Regions from separate parts of the Danio rerio genome. Here regions 1 and 2 are each linked to region 3. A link is a contact called in public Hi-C data. All regions are on one chromosome and are shown on one strand. Each heading gives the region's core, a stretch centred on a gene start, on an enhancer-like site or on the middle of the called end of the contact. The rest is flanking DNA. Distances are from core to core; before and after follow the strand shown. Region 1 holds the start of vrk2 (VRK serine/threonine kinase 2). Region 2 overlaps si:rp71-1h3.1 (a long non-coding RNA gene). Region 3 holds the start of bcl11aa (BCL11 transcription factor A a).

Region 1 (3,847 bases), core at 1,340-3,839, 950 kb after region 3:
TTTTATTAAAGGGTGTAGCGAAGTTTGATTGTTTACATTTGCTAAACAACATCCCATCTTTATGCTTTAATATACAACTTTGGAAAATATATATTTGTGTGAGTAATTATTTTTGCTTTAGGAGTTTAAAATTCACCTGATCAAAAATTACTTTCAGAACTATTTGTTTTATATTTAATTTACTATTCTGAAACAGCTTTTACACTGATCCCAAACACAAATGTGTACGTATCCATGCATGTACCATATGTATTGCATCCATGTCCATCAATCAATAATTATTAATAATAATAATAATAATAATAATAATAATAATAACAAATGCAAATAATAAAATAAGTCAATCTCATACCTTGTTCCGTTACTTTCAGTCAGTCCAGAACCCCAGTAAGTTGGGATACCCAAAAAACCCAGTTGTTTTGACTTCATCCATTTGCTCACTGAGTTCAGAATTTAAAAAAAAAATGTCTTGGCAAAACATTTATGTATATGCACATATTTTATAAACACATAACTGATATACAGTAAACACATCTTTCACACACATAAAAAAAAGCATTTCCTCCAGCCTAGCTAGAAAGGAAATCTGTCTTGACTGGCTGTGCACCAGACTGACAGGTGGTCAGGGGCCCTTTGGAGAAACCAGCATCATTATCAGCAATTTGGTCACTCTCTCTGAATTAGAGCTCAAACAAGCTGGGATTGCACTAACGACCACAGAGGTGCATGTTTGCTTTGGTTTATTAATTCGCCTAGCCAGGCTAATTTACATCTATAGCCACTTCATCAGTGACATGCACTCCATGTTTGAGAACTCTCAGATGAAGATGAGGGGTCTTCAGGATTTCCATTCAACACTACTCCAAAGGCTGCATCTGCTTCTACCTCCTTTGGCAATAATAAAATCAGTGTTTATGGATTTTTCCCCTTACATAACAACAGAAATTCCATTACAGAATATTGACAGAATTTAAATTAAAAAAGGATCAAAATATCTTACTAGTTTCTGGCTTTGCTGCCCGTTGGTAAAATTTGAGTTCTGAGAATAAAGGTCCATTTTCATGATATTCCTGGAAATGTACATACAGTATAAATCAGTAGGAGTGGAGACTTTTGGTCTATTTATAGTGTTGTTAATGATACTTCATAAATTGATAAAAATATTTCTTACCACTTTGATCACAAAATCAGCATCATCTCGAACAGGGACATTCACATCCTGAGAAGCTGTAAAATATTGAAAAATTAGAGCTATCCAATGCTTATATATACAGTTAAGATACATAAACAGTTCTAGTTTCAGCAGGCCCATAGTCAGGGGGCTTTGGGTGGTACGAAAGACCCACTCCTCACTGACAAAGGTCCAGAATTTGTCCCATATATCAGCTATTTTTTTTCCTGTTTTGACTGCTATGCCATAATAAATTGTAACAAAAATAATTATCTACAGTACGTAAATAACCCATAGAAAAATGCTTTAGGACCAAGTGGAATCCTGTTTTGGCATCCCAAATTCTGACTTAGGAAAGTTGAATGTGCTGGCCAGTTTTATTTGCCTAATAAATGACAATAGGCTAGTTTTTAATTTAGAACTTTAACAGATTCCTGTTTTTTTCCTAATGATATGTGATGTAATATATATATATTTTTTTATTTGTTTATTTATTTATTTATTTATTTTTATTTTATTATTTTCATATTTCTTTATGAAATATTTAGGGAATGTTTTTGGTAATTAAAAAAGTGTGGTTATGATGATCATTCGGAAAAAAAAACAGTGCTTAAAATGTTACTAAAATGCAGTGTTTAAACCTCAATTAAATAGAAAATATGCCGAATAACTGAAAAAAAATCCACTTTTTGAGAGAAAAAAATAATAACCAACTCTTTCACCCGGCTGGCTAAGGGTTTAAGACTAGCATTAGGCCATAGTTTAATGGGGACATTTTTTTAAATTTTAGCGAAATTTTTTTTTTTTTTTTTTTTGACAAATGGCTTAAACAAATGCATTACTGTGTTTCCATCTTGAGTCAAAACAAAAGCACTGATATTTTTAGATCAGTCAGCAAGTTTCTTTCAATTAAGAAAAAAAATTAAACATAGTGTTCTTTAAACTTAACAAATGGTGTGCCCTGAATTACTCTGTCATCACGTCATAAATGAAACTGAAATGGTAACACATTCATGCAGAATAAAGTCATACCCAAATAAATCAGCCCAAATCCTCCTTTTCCAATCATTTTCCCGATGCGCCAGTTCTTCTTTTCTGAATCCGTTAAAATGCATCCATCTGGAAGTGGACGAGGTAGTGTGTATTTCTTTGGAGGCATTATGTTAAAATTTCATGTAAAACGTTACCGAACGACTAAATACGATTAACTAAAGTTAAATCATTAAGTTAGTCTTATTTAACTTCTGTTTCACAAAAAACACCAAAAATTACAATAGCGCTTTCTTATACAAGTATGTTAGTACTCAATAAGAAATCAAAATATTATACAGCAGCCGAATTTCTATTTAAAATCAGTTCATCAACAGTTTCAGTTCTGCAATTGACTCGACTGCAACTTCCTGAATATGATTGACAGTCCCGCGAAATCGAAAGCAACCAATCGAAAACAGGAATACGCACGTCCTTCATATTCAACTACCAATAAAAAACGTAGAGAGGCGGGACAACACGTACACGTGCTTTATCACAGGATAGTGCAGTTGCCGTTCAAAACAGAAAGAGAAGATCCACTCGTTTACAGGAATCGGTTCATTCAAACAGTCTGCCTCAGTTTATTGATTCAGATAATTCAAACAAAGTCATATAATTTACAAGGCCGTTATAATGTTCATATACCGTGCACAACATTTTATACATGTTTAGATTTGTGTGGTTCTGATGCACATCTAAAATAAAACTGTGTTAAAAACAGTCAAAAACAGGGCGTAAACCTGGACCTTTGTGTTTACATGTGTTAACATTTTGCTATTAAAACACCCCACCCCCCATCCCCCGTTTCTGTATACATTTTGTTTCAGTGAGTCAGTGAACTAGCATCAAACGAGTCATTCGATTCAATTCCTCAACGGACCTTTCAGCGTGAATCATGAACAAGTCTAGGCATGTTCTATGAACAGGATTAATAAATTAAGCTGGATGAAAATCGAACTCAAATATTTTTTCATGAATCTTTATATGTCTATAACTGATCAATTTTAGGGTACAAGATCACGCAGTAAAATATTTAAAGAGCTTTACTCGTTTTTAAATAAGCTTGAAATGTTGATCCATAAAACGTTTCTATGTCACATTAAGCTCAGAATAACTGGGATACGATCACATTTTGGGCTCTGTGTGGGCACATCTCTTTGGAACTCTTGTAGTCCAGAGTGCTATGACACCAATCTTGAGGGGCCGTGGCACCATTTTCCATAAATGCCCCTTGTAATGAAGATGGCATAATTGTTGCAATTAGAGAGAGCAGCTTAGGCTGGCCCTGCAGTGACCCACCTCAGCCCAGGTCCATATGGTCTGAAATAGATATAATGAGGCTCTTAATGTGCTATGTATGCGCAATATGGACTGTAAATGGACAGGCTGTAATTTTCACCAAGGCCACCAAGAAGTGGCAGATAAGACCTTGTGAAACAGTCTTGACTGTTATTAGGCCACATTTCTTTATTTATCTTATATTTTTTCTTACACTTTCTCAACTTTGGACATACATATCTAGTCATACATGTTTCTGGACTTTTTAAATCATGATAAAGATTAAAGTATGCAATGAATCAATGTAAAGTTGTTATTTATTTATTTATTTATTTTTTTTGACAATAAATATTTAGCACAATTAAA
Region 2 (3,841 bases), core at 638-3,137, 830 kb after region 3:
CAAACCATCAAACCATGAAATTTTTATCCAAGGATATTATACTATCAGAATCTAATAAAGGCCTATGCCTAGTCCAAAGACATGCAGTATAGGTGAATTGTAAAAGCTAAATTGGTCGTAGTGTATGTGTGTGAATGCAAGAGTGTATAGGTGTTTCCCAGTGTTGGGTTGCAGCTGGAAGGGCATCCGCTGCGTAAAACCTATGCTGGATAAGTTGGCGGTTAATTTCGCCGTGGCGACCCCTGATTAATAAAGAGACTAAAGAAAATAAATGAATGAATGAATGAATGGATGAATAAATGAATGAATAAATGAATGAATGAATGAATGAATGAATGAATAACATAGAACAAGTATTTTCTTTAAAATTGAAATCAAGTCGGCATTTCAGAACTGATAGAACTGATAAAGCGCTTTGGCCTTCCCGAGTTCAAATCCCAGCTCATGGACCTTTCCCGATCATGTACCCCTCTCTCTCTCCCACTTCACTTCCTGTCATTGTATTGTCCTGTCAAATAAAAAAGGTAAAATGCCAAAAGAAAATAGCATTCAATAAAAGCCATAATATTTCAAATTGTGGATTGTGTGGAAACATACAGTAGGTTCCAGCACCCACACTCTGTACAATAATGTAATTTGAATGAAGTGAAGTGAATGAAGTGTCTATGCCTATATATTGTAGACCATTTTAATGTGGTGATGTCATTGGCCCATGAACATTTCCTGCTTGTTATCAAACTATTCCATAACTGTAACAAGAGGCAATTCAATCATAACTTCATGTTTAAACAGCTATCATTATTTATCAATACGTGGCTCTTTTTAGATTTTCGGAAGCTATAGAAAGTAAAAATATAAAACAGGAAATACGTTGGGACCATTGTTTATGTTTGCATTCCTCAAAATGGTCTATATGTGTATGTTTACTTATTGCTTTTTATTTTTTTATTGTATCAGGCTATTCTTAAAATACTACCTTCGAAAGTCCACTAAAAAAGTCACTCTTCCAGGGACAATAAAGTATACAACAACAACTAAGTGGATAAAATGGCACATTTGTCTTTCCAGAAGGGGCACAGCAGTTTTCCAGGCAAAAGAATCACGCAAGGGGTCCTTTTATAAGCAACCCACATTTCCCATTTATTTGCAGAGGAATTTTGCCACATAATGTCCAGACACTTTTTCCCCTCTTTTCTTTCTTCCCTCCGTTTTTTTTTCTTTTTTTTTTAAATCTCTTGATCTTTAATCTCTGTGCCAGTGCCTGTAATACAGATTATGGCAGCAAGCTACTGACAAGTCAGTTAAATCTTAGCTGGCTGACAACTCTGGCACCGGAATTATTTGAATACAATCCTCATAAGGGAAAATGTTTTAATAACAGGCAGCCAGCGTGAACGCAACTGCATTGGAGGGTCAGATTTGGCGGCCACTGACTCGTATTAAAATCAGCAAACAAAACCCAGAGTGCGCAAAAATCCTCGCCCAAGTTGTGCGCATATGAAGGGTGTATATTAACTGTCTGCGGTGATAGCGCTGGTAGGGGTTGAAGATGTTTAATGACACATGATCTGTTATTCAAAGCAACATGACAGGCCCACAGAGAGACTGATTTTGCATACTCCACTTATGTCTTCCAGTAATTCACATCAAATCGGCTGCAAAGAATCACATATCGCCTGCTAAGTCACCTGCAATACCTGTCTTAAACATTGTAATAGTGCCCACGTACTAGTCGCAGCAGTTTCACTCGACCGGGCTTAGTTGAAGTCAAAGGAAGGGAGAAGAGATACACAAAGAGAGTGAACATGCTGCCCTCCTCTCTGCCGCTCTACTGGCTGTTCAGACTGCTTCACGCACACTACAGGCTGGCTAATTATCATGGGGTTCTATGCGATCCCCCCTTGCCCCCCTTCAATGGAGCTCAGCACACCCCCACATCCCCTGCGGGCATGGGACGCACTGACAGTAATCTCCCTGTGACAGCACTTGGACGTGCCGTCATTAAGCCGTCCGTGTTATTGAGATGATAGCCCTGAGAATGTGGCCATCGTGCCAAAGAGAGCGAACGATGAGCCGCTCTTCCTCTCCAGCTGAAAGACAATGAAAAAGAAAGAAAGACAGAGGGAGGACAGACAGTTTTCGTCTTTTTTCCAAAAAGCTACAGCAGTTTAATCCATGCTTTTGCCAAGGAATGTTTTGCAGACCATATGTTGACTTAATTAAATATAAAAATCAAGTTAAAAATAGCTCCTCCATAAGAGAAATGCACAACAAATCTGATTTAAGTAGGTAAAAAAGGACGTGTTTACACAATTTATACTTGTGTTGTTCCAATCTTACACAATTTCCCTCTCTATCTGTATGAAAACACAAAATGCCATATTGTGTAGATTCTCCTGGTTGCTCTTTTCCATACATTGGAAGTTGAGTTGTCCCAGCAGGCACACAATGTCATATGATGTTGATCTTTAATTCTATTTTGGTTGTGACATCAAGTGACCAAAATTGAACATCAATTTGCAGTCTAACACTGGCGACAGCTGACATCTAATACCCACGTCATCTGGTGTTGACATTTGGTTGGTTTTTGGCTGGGGCATCAACTCCCTAAAATCCATCGTCATCATAGGACATCCACTCCGGCCCTGCATTTTATGGGACTCCTTTTCAGCCCTGGAGTTTCAAGCCTTAGACCCGCTCACTTCAGTTCACGACTGACTATATTAAGATAACGTCATTTCAAGTTCAGTACTAGGGTTGGGCGATGTCGACCAATTTGGAATCGTACGATGTGCACGACATGTCTGAAAAGCAAGGAGGGATTCGTGGGTGAGAAGGGTGCACGACTTATTTGAGGACCGGGAGGGGGATTAGCGCTTCTTTGCGGGCATTATGAGTCCCGCAAATGCAGAGAGACTCCCGGAACTTTCGGGAGACTTAGGATGACTGAATATCATGTTTAACACCTACAGTGAGACGCGATCCAGCGGTACATCCTTGATAATCTGTCCGACCTGTAGTTTGTGTGTGTGTGGTCACGTGATGTGCGTGTTCAGCGGACGGAGGGCTGTTCAGAAATGGTAGGGAAAACATTGTGGATGTGGATCATTTTCGTTCTAAAATGCCATTTTAACACTAAGACATGTTAGTGTAAACGGGGCCAAAGTGTATATTTTTTGCGAGTGGATTTGCGACAAAGGGCAAGACGGAGGATCGGCGATCGTGCATCGTCTTGTCTATTGGCCATGGGCGATGGATGGATTATAGCATAGTCTATCGGCCCAACCCAATTCAGTACTTCACAGATTTACACTATGCAATGTTTAACAGTATCAGAATCTATTTTCTGTAAGAATTAGCACACATAAATATCCAAATCAACACATATATATTAAGCTATATGTATAAAATAAAGATTAAATTTAAATGTATTGAATTTTCTAATAACACTATCATGACTTTCAAGGAAACAGCTGCTTTATAGTATAGTATAGTGTGTTGGGACTGGTGGTTGGTAACGTTACAGAACCTGGCTCATCAATGTTAGCAGCAAACAGTACAAGAAAACATTCGGTACATAAATGGTGGTTTGCAGACATCTTAGTTTTGTCCTGTCCCTAACGAGCTTAACATTAACTTACCGGCTGTTTCATCATCCTGTTGTACTCTCGCTGCCACTGGTTTTAACAAAAAATATTTAAAAAAATTTTTTAATTCTGGACTTTTCAACGCCACCTTTGCGCGGTTTTTCATCTCTCGCATATCTCTTAACAAATGATTTTGCAGAAGAGCAAGGTGCCGCTGTTGGGGAGTCAAATGATAATTACATCATCATTAACTT
Region 3 (3,431 bases), core at 269-2,768:
GAACAATGACCTGAAAAGCATCGGCACAGTCAGTGTGGTACAGTCGAGCGGATCCATTGGTATTCCCAGATAGATCTCGCGCAAAGTTGACCTTTTTACCCAGCACAAACCTGACTCAACTTTCGCGTTAAGATCTGACACCTCGCGTCGGAAAAAAACACACGCGCACCAACACAGCGATCAGTCTTGGTCCAGAAACAAAGATGTCAGCGTATAAGCCTGCAAAGCAGTTTCACTCACTCGCTCGCGGGTCACGTATTATCTCCAGCATTCGGCTTCAACTCCGATCGGTTCCCTATTGAATTGTGCCTTTTCCCCGCAGACTGTCACTTGTTCACGCAGCCTCTGCTTTCTCTGGAGTAGTCGCTATAGTCTAGTTGTACTTCTACTAGTTCGCAGGGGTGTCTCTCTCTTCCTCCCACCTCATGCATTGAACTAGCTTGTCATCGCGTTCGGTTATACGCTTCATGTCTCTTTAATTTCGAATGCATCAGCGCTGTTTACAGCATCTTTATATTTCTAAATCCACGCGGCGGTTTACTGACACCCCCTCCTCCCCCCAGTCGCCATTCTCTATAATCTGAACACATCTGAAAGTTATTACCCCGTCCCCTTTCTTTCTAGTGGGCTGCTCCCACAATCTATTCGTCAGTGTGTTGTTATATTTTTACAATTACACTCTTGTAGTATTTAAGTCCCACCTACATCGCGCGCAGAGCGCACGAGCAAGTATCCCATCCCGCTTTATGTGATGTGCCTTAAGTTTCTCTGAGCTGGAGGAATGTGGCAGCGCACGCGGCGGTTGAACCCTGCACATGCCCCGGCTCGGAACCTGTCTGTCCTGTTCATGCAACCCGATCGTGTCTCGCTGAAAAGCAGCTACCTTGCGCGCTACCTTTGACTGTTTGACCAGGAGTTGAGTCAGTGTGTTTGAAACACCATCAGTGTCCACTACGAAACCTTAAATGCGAGGCTCCTCTCTCACTGTCTTTGTATATATAGCACGTCCGGCCCCCTTGAATCTCCTGTCCATTGGCTTTTCGTGCTCTGTTTTCCTGCGTCCACCCCCAGAGCGCGAGCGCGCGCGGACGCACACACACACACACACACACTCCGCAGCGCACATTGCTTTCATTAAACATATCTCCCCCTCTCTCTCTCCTTGTGTGTGTGCTTGTCTCTCGCTCCCTCTTTCTCGCCTCTTGTCCGGCCCCCTGATCTTTCTGTCCATTGGCTTCTTCGGGTCTATTTTTCATGTCCAGCCCCTAATGAGTGTCCATTGGTTTTGTTATTTCCACTCCCTCCTCCTACTCCACGGCTTTGCCCTGCCCATGTTCTGTATGTCTGTGTCCATCCATCTCCTGACGTTCAAGTTCGCAGGGACGTCACGTCCGCACTTGAACTTGCAGCTCAGGGGGGCTTTTGCCATTTTTTCATCTCTCTCTCTCTCTTTTCAAAAAAGCCATGACGGCTATCCCACAATCCATCTTCCCTGCGCCATCTTTGTATTATTTCTAATTTATTTTGGATGTCAAAGGCATTGATGAAGATATTTTCTCTGGAGTCTCCTTTCTAACCCGGCTCTCCCGATGTGAACCGAGCTGAAAGCCACCACCAACCACCATGTCTCGCCGCAAGCAAGGCAAACCCCAGCACTTAAGCAAACGGGATTTTTCGCGTAAGTAAAGACAAATATATGTTGTGCCCGTTGCCTTTACCTGTTTTTTGGCTGCGTTGTGTAGCGTTGAGTTGCTGGAGAGGAGCGTAATTCTCAGGGAAGACACACTGGACATTGGACAGCGCAGCGCCGATCAAGTGGACTTTAGCGAAGAGAGCGTTCCCATCTCTTGAATGCCTTTACGCGCACCGAATCGCCAAAAAGTTTGTCTTCCATCGCTGTACTTGGAGAAGTTCGTGTCGACTCTGTGTTTAGGCGCATATGTCTTGGCTCTCGTGCCCCAGTCGCTTTGACCACTTAAGAGCAAACGCTCACATATACCGGACCGTGGTGGGTATATGCACGCGTGCTTTCGCTTGCTTATTTACTCTCACATCTCGTGGAGTGTCCCGCAACGCTGTCTGTCTGTGATTCTGGGCAGGATTTCCCCCCTCTCGCACTATTTTTGGAAGATTTTCAAAGAGTGGAAGCGAATTTTGATTGGGAAAAATCTCGTGTCCGACTGTTTACAAGCGCCGCGTGCGCTTACTACCCACTGCCAGCAAATAGAGCACGATAGTCTTCTGCCTGAGACTAACAGCGCAGAGTAAGACATCTGCATATAGCCTAATATCGTTTCGAGTTTTACACATTAACGCTTTTCTAACGTTTGAAGCAAAACGCGGTTGTGCAGTATTTGTGGGCTTTCGCTGAAAAGCAGTAGAAGAGTATTTTACGTTACGCTCTTTGCCGTTTCGAGTACATTTGCAAGGAGAGAAATACGATTTCTATTTAGGCCTGATTTTCGTCTTAAATGTCGTTGACAAAGGTAAGACGAAACCTAAATATAATGCAACTATTTGGATACAAATGTATCGAGAAAACCAGGCTTTTTATGCATATATTCGTAACACACTAACCTACTGTTCTTCCAGAGATCATGTTAGTTGACACACTAAACGTGCTTTGAAGGACTGTGATAAGTTGCATTTTTCTAAATAAAGTATGCTTCAGATTATATGAACCTGAAATGTTGTCAGGAGCTCGACGACACAACCATTTAGCTTCTATCTTTTTGATGTTTTAGTTTTGATGTCTGAAACGTAAATCTTCAAAAGCATTAGTCCGCGTTTTAATAGATAAACGTGTTTGACACAAATCCTGAGTTGTTGTAACATTGTAAAGTATCGTGTAACATTATTGGGTTTCCACACACAGGCTGTGGATCTCAGCGCGGGTTACTCTGCGCTTTCGCTGCTGCACGTGTCCGAAATCCACCGCTAGGGGGCACACGACGATCATAAACTAGACTCGAACCCGATCAGTTTCAGCACTATCTATATTTGACCATATGTTTGCAAGAGCGAAACGTATTGTATATGAACTTGTAACAGTTTTTTTTTTACCCCGTCCTGAACTGGCATGAATTATAGGATTTTTAAAAAAATGTCTTGTATATTTTGTAATGGATCTAGAAAACTAACATGACTTTCAGGTAATGCAAACAGAGCCAGTATCGATCTTGATAAACTTTGCCATCCAATTTATAATTACACAGAAGACGGTTATTTTTAAAGCAAAGAAACAACAAGCGAGCCTACAAACTTTTTTAATGAATTTATTCAAAACCCCTTTGAATTTCATACACAGAGAAGCTAATACTAAATCTTTTTTTTGTAATAAGATGCTTTTGAATTTTAGACAAATTAATTGTTTTTAAGTCTTTAAATATTTTTTAGTTTAAGAACTGATTTAATTTGAAATGCATATGCAG

Evidence for each region. Hi-C and Micro-C count contacts between places; a contact is called where the count stands out from the background.
Region 1: a contact with region 3 is called in a Hi-C map of hematopoietic stem cells, with 2.4 times the contacts expected there. The contact joins the promoter of vrk2 here to the promoter of bcl11aa in region 3. A contact is called at or near these places in 2 of 18 Hi-C or Micro-C datasets (caudal fin and hematopoietic stem cells) and 1 of 4 datasets of contacts at active chromatin or transcription factors (embryo).
Region 2: a Hi-C map of embryo shows a contact between it and region 3, with 2.6 times the contacts expected there. The contact joins the enhancer-like site here to the promoter of bcl11aa in region 3. A contact is called at or near these places in 1 of 18 Hi-C or Micro-C datasets (embryo) and 1 of 4 datasets of contacts at active chromatin or transcription factors (embryo).

The regions. Positions count from the first base shown.
Region 1 is chr13:30,019,392-30,023,238 of GRCz12tu, forward strand. vrk2 (VRK serine/threonine kinase 2) reads right to left here and starts at 2,590. Exons shown (of 13, transcript NM_201170.2): 1 at 2,204-2,590; 2 at 1,172-1,227; 3 at 1,001-1,070; 4 at 353-440. The coding sequence starts at 2,330.
Region 2 is chr13:29,895,159-29,898,999 of GRCz12tu, forward strand. The region is part of intron 2 of si:rp71-1h3.1 (a long non-coding RNA gene); the gene reads right to left. Among named protein-coding and RNA genes, the nearest start is that of si:rp71-1h3.1, 26 kb to the right of the region's middle. Within about 2 kb of position 1,888, at least 11 of the 62 cell types and tissues checked have an H3K27ac peak or open chromatin away from gene starts, as enhancers often do.
Region 3 is chr13:29,069,991-29,073,421 of GRCz12tu, forward strand. bcl11aa (BCL11 transcription factor A a) reads left to right here and starts at 1,519. Exons shown (of 3, transcript NM_001040391.1): 1 at 1,519-1,678. The coding sequence starts at 1,624. It also overlaps a transcript of pdlim1 not described here.